2 separate regions of the Zea mays genome follow, and region 1 is linked to region 2. Evidence: chromatin contacts called from public Hi-C data. All regions are on one chromosome and are shown on one strand. The core of a region is the stretch at or near the end of the contact, and the rest is flanking DNA. Distances in the headings are between cores, read along the strand shown.

Region 1 (2,700 bases), core at 191-2,690, 130 kb before region 2:
TACTGCTATGAGAGTATGATATACCTGAGATTTAGTAACCATTGCTCAAATATATGATGCACACCTGCACAAACAAAACACACAGAACCAGACCAGCAGCTCGTCTAAAATCCTGACGCGAGAAAAGAATGAACCGCACAGTGTTTCTTTTTTCCTCTTCATTCTCAAGTTACTCAGCAAATTCAGGTGCAGCAACGAAATTAACCATGCATACTCATCACCAGTGAACAGCTGCTAAGAAGACATGAGTGGAACTAATTAGATGAAGGACAATTGACCAGTCAGTGATCCTGTAGCGCTAGCAACACTAGGCTTTACCTTGCATTTGTACTGCAAACAAACTACGCAATGGATCAGGATCACATGCAAGAAGATTACTACTACTTGCAAACATGCAACGCGAACATGCAATGCAAAGATATATGAGAAGCAGCAATTCTAAGGAATCATTCCACTCGCGTAAAGCTGAAATTAACCAAATTCTGGAAGAAGCAAAGATGAAAGGAATGAATCTAGGAGATGAAAGGAATGAATCTAGGAGATGAAGGAGAGGTTATTACAGGTCGCCACCCTGGCAACGCGACACCTGATTCAAGCTGACCCGACCCCTCCTCTCCTCCTCTCGTCCAGTCCAAATCCATCCACGATCAGATTTAATTCAGAGAGACCATTTCCCAGAGAAGTGAAATAACAGAAAAACGCCCAAAACTTGCTGCTGCGTTTCTCCCCTTGCCGATTCCGGCCGCCCGCTACTCCGACGGCGGCGGGGGTGCGGAACTGGAGGTGCTGGCCTCGGCGACGGACTTGAGCTTCTGGAGGTTGAGCCTGATGACGGTGTCGGCGAAGAGGCGGGTGTCGTCCTCGGTGTTGCCGTCGGGGACGTCGACGGCGTAGGACTCGAGCACGACGGTGCAGATCCCGGGGCCCGCGAGCTCGGAGACGGTGGTGACGGAGCGGTAGTTCCGGAGGCGGTGCTCGCCCCCGGTGATGGAGAAGCCGAACACCCTGGCGGCGTCGTCGAGGTGGTCCAGGCGCTCGGTGCTGGTGCTGGCGGGGAGGCCCGAGATGACGCACACCTCGCGGAGGCGGCCGGGGCGGAGGGCGTCGCCGGCGTCCGGGTCCGGCCGGACCGCGCAGCTGCGGATGAAGTGCTTGTACACCTGCGGGCAGTCGAAGCGGCGGACGATGGCCCAGACGGCGGCCGGCGGCGCGTGGATGCGCTGCGCCAGCAGCGAGGAGCATTGGCCCTCCCCCACGGCGTAGCGGTGGTGCGCGTCCACCGTCGGACGCAGCTGCTCGTACTCCGCCGCCGTCAGCCCCAGCCCCGCCGGCACCTCCACGTCCCCGCCCGCACCCTGCTGGTCCATCGCCTTCGGATCGATTGGATTCGCTGAGATGCTTAGGGAAGGGAAGGGAGAGGAGAAATGGTGAGCTGGAGCGCGAGTACACAGCAAGCGAGATGGGGAATTGGGAGTTGGGCTTTTATCCCTCGCGCCCATCAGGCCATGTAGCCGGCTGCCTGTTGCGGTACTGCATTTTATATTAGACCATTCTTTTTGTTGCATTATTTCTAATACTACCATATCATCAAGACGAGATAAAATAAAAAATAAAACATACACTCTTAATACAAAGTTTCCTTTCACGATTATATAGGTTACAATATCAATTAAATGTTGCATCTAAATAACCAATATAAATGCATAAAATAAATAGAGATGAAACGATTTATTCTAAATGGTGGTTTCATGTGTTTTTCAATGTCTTGGAAATGAGTTCACATAGTTTCATAGTGATGAAACTATTTTCATCAATTTCATAATAAATAGGGTGCCATATCATCTAAAAATATGATGTGCCACTCTAATTATTGTATGAAACTTCTTGTGAAACTATGCATTGAGAATGACCTTAGGGCGTGTTAGATTTGCCTTGTTTAGGTCGTAGCCTCCTAGTCGAAATCAGGCGCCTAAATTGTTGTCCAGATCAGACTTCATCAGGAGACTAGGAGAGAACCAAATAAGCCCAATAGAAGTGCAACATGTCTCAATTTATCATAAACATACCGGCTTAGACTATTGTATATGGAGCGTCAGGCTCGAGGGTAGGGTAAAGGGGCGGTCGCCCCGAATCCCTAAATCAAATCTATAGTGTCCGACCCTAGCTATATATTTAGTAGTCAAACAACTAGTATATGACTCAGTGAAAGCGAAATGTGCCCTTGGGTCATTTTTATATTGTTTTGGTGATTAAATGCACACCACATTATGTTTATACTAACATGAGAAATGAGCAAATGTACACGAAGTAAATTGAGCTTGGAAGAGGACACAATATAAATCTATATGGGACCAAGTGAAAAATGTAAGCTCTGGACACTTAGTCAATTGTTTTGTGAACTAATCCTATTTGTCTAAGTGCCAGGGACTTTATGAAGTCAAAACAAAAGGATCAAAAGAGAATAAGATTGAAAAAATGAGAAGTTGGGCTAGAGTGCGTAGCACTGGACAGTCCGGTGTGCACCGCACAGTCCGATGCACGATCCGGCCAACTGGCTGCTCTCGGGAATTTCAGCCTACATCGGCTATAATTCATCGAACCGTTCGCGCAGAATGTCGGACAGTCCGGTGTGCCAGCTAGCCAACGACTACCTGCCACGTCGACCGAGGGACAACGGTCACTTGGAGCGCAGGACAGTCC
Region 2 (2,700 bases), core at 92-2,591:
GTATTTTTCATGCCCAAAAAAATCTGTGTGGTTCCAATTATGGCAATAGGGATGGCAACCAAAGAATATCAAATGGGTCCACAAGCAGTATCCCTATCTATCATAGTACCAGTGTAACGCTATCACCCCGTTTGGATGTAGATATTGAAGTCCGGAATTGGAAACTAGAATTAGGATTTCTAAATTCCATTGTTTGGTTGTCTAATGAATTCAGAGTTAGAATTAAAGTTCAATTCTTCAATATTGGACTATAACTAGAAGTTGTCTCTTAATACAATTCAGAGCTAGGACCCTTTGCATTGGCTACAATTGCAATTTCAGTCACTTCCAAACAACAGATTTGTATTACAGCTCATTTTCATTACTAGACATATTTAGTATTGGATCTAATACGACTCTAACATCCCGAGTATCTACATCCAAACGGACCCTTGCATGTTTCAAATTTCTAATTTCCTATTGCTGGCTTTTTTATATGTTTGTTCTTGTTTGAAGGGCTGAGGCACTATACATTTTGGCATCACATGACCACGCCATCACAGCATCACTAACCCTAATTTGAAGGCTTGTACTTCTTTTGTTTCATTATTTTGAACTATTTTAATGAATTAATAGAAAATAGTTAATATATAAATACCATATCAATTAATTTAAGCTAGCTTTTTTGGTTTACTATGAAAAAAGACCGAAAATGTACTTGAAAATGTTGTCTTGGAGGATATTATTATGAAGCTATAATTAGAGATTTTATTTTGAGAAATACTAGACAAATGACGCTTTTCAGTAGAACTTGGATCAGTAATACTTTAACTGATTTAAATTTAACAATTGATTAATCCCTACAGATTGTGGGAAATAATAATATATGTACATGAAAAATGTGTCTTAAATATATGATCAGTGCAACTTTTAAAAATTTAGAGCCCCGTTTACCTTTCGTTCTGGAACCCCTGTTTCTGGAGACAGCCCGGCCCTGATAGATTTCTGGGGGTTGGACTAAACCAGATACAGACGTTGGCGAAGTGATCTATTCTATCCAAACATCCGAGCAGAACTCCAAGCTATCCAGGTGATGTGCAAATGATTCAGCCAGTCTGTCGGCGTCCTGGACCCGCAGGTGCGTGCCTTGCTGCCCGACGACAACAGCAGCTACCCGCGAGGCGAGTAGGCCTATGCCTTTCAGGTCAGAAGCACCCCGGAGGATGCCATACAGAATCCCGGAAGCGTATGCGTCGCCAGCGCCACAAGTGTCCACGGGTATGCAGGGTGGTGGAGGGACGTATATTGCTTCACCTTTCACCCCGATGTAGGAGCCATGCATGCCGTCGGTCACGGATACTAGAGGAACGGAGTGGCTCAAGCATCTTGTGGCCGACATGGGGCTGTCTGTTGAGGGTAGCTCGCAGTAGGCTGTAGGCCCTTGCTTCACTGGCGTTGGCAAACAGTATATCTGCATAGTTTCCGACAATATCCCTGAAAATGTTTGGTCCGTACGTGCTCATTAGTGTCATAAGATGAGGCCATAATACAGATGTGTTAACTAAACAATGATGGGTTATGGCGGCATAAAAACACTTTAATGGTACTAATTGATGAACAATTATGCCCTAAGATTCTTTTGCTAGTTTCAGTGATAAAATGTAACGCCCCTGGCCGCCGGCTAAAGTCGCCGAGGCATGAGCCACATTCACCGACCCGACAAAACTCAGGTATGGAGGTTCAACTGCTTTCTCTTTCTGTATTTTCTATTCTGTTCAAATCCTCTCTATTACAGACTCTTTATACGAAAACGTTGGGCCGGCTAAACCTAGACCCAAATACACGAGATTACTGCTAATGACTTAGCTAACCAAAGCCCAACACAGATGAAGAATACAATACAAACTCTCTATATCTCCGTGGTCGTCACATTTGCCCCCTCCACAGAACCTGCTTGTCCCCAAGCACTTGCATCCGGAAACTTCTGACGGAGCACATAGTAATCCTCCCATGTGGCCGATTCCTGAGGAATGTTGCTCCATCGAATAAGCACCTGAGACACTGCCTTGTTTCCCTTTTTGACCAATCGCGGTCTAAAATCTCCAAAGGAACCACACCTTGTTTACTCAAATCCTCATATCTTGGCAAGGTGGAGAAGACAGACACATGGTTAGGAGTGAAAGCTTTGAGCTGAGAAATGTGAAACACCGGGTGCACCTGCGCTTCGGCTGGCAGTTCCAATCTATAAGCCACTTCCCCAATTCGTTCAAGCACCTTATAAGGACCATAAAACTTGAAAGCCAACTTGGGACATGATCTATTCACCACAGAATGCTGCGCATACGGTTGTAGCTTCAGTAGAACCATTTCCCCAACTTGAAAACTGTCGTTCAGTCCGAAGCTTGTCAGCATACAATTTCATGCGGTTACGAGCCTCAGCCAACTTGCCCTTCAACAGCTCAGTAAACCTTGCTCTATCAGCTAATAGAGCTGATACATCCTCATCAGTCCCAACTGGAACCATCGGTGCAGCAGCAAATGGTGGATCATATCCATAAAGAACCTTGAAAGGAGAATAGCCCAAAACTGAATGATATGATGTGTTGTACCAAAACTCCGCAAGTGATAACCAAGCTTTCCACCTGTGAGGTTGAGCGTGAACAACACATCGCAAATACATTTCCACGCACTGATTTACTCTTTCACTTTGCCCATCCGTCT

What was found. Hi-C and Micro-C count contacts between places; a contact is called where the count stands out from the background.
Region 1: a Hi-C map of bundle sheath shows a contact between it and region 2, with 2.9 times the contacts expected there. The contact joins the promoter of LOC100382238 here to the enhancer-like site in region 2. A contact is called at or near these places in 3 of 25 Hi-C or Micro-C datasets (bundle sheath, ear and leaf).

The regions. Positions count from the first base shown.
Region 1 is chr9:118,101,974-118,104,673 of Zm-B73-REFERENCE-NAM-5.0, reverse strand. LOC100382238 reads right to left here and starts at 1,440. Exons shown (of 1, transcript NM_001357017.1): 1 at 441-1,440. The coding sequence starts at 1,367. The coding sequence ends at 750.
Region 2 is chr9:117,970,207-117,972,906 of Zm-B73-REFERENCE-NAM-5.0, reverse strand. It overlaps the pseudogene LOC103640211. Among protein-coding and RNA genes, the nearest start is that of LOC100276378, 61 kb to the left of the region's middle. Within about 2 kb of position 1,341, at least 13 of the 20 cell types and tissues checked have an H3K27ac peak or open chromatin away from gene starts, as enhancers often do. A contact at or near this core is called in bundle sheath and ear, where this site is marked.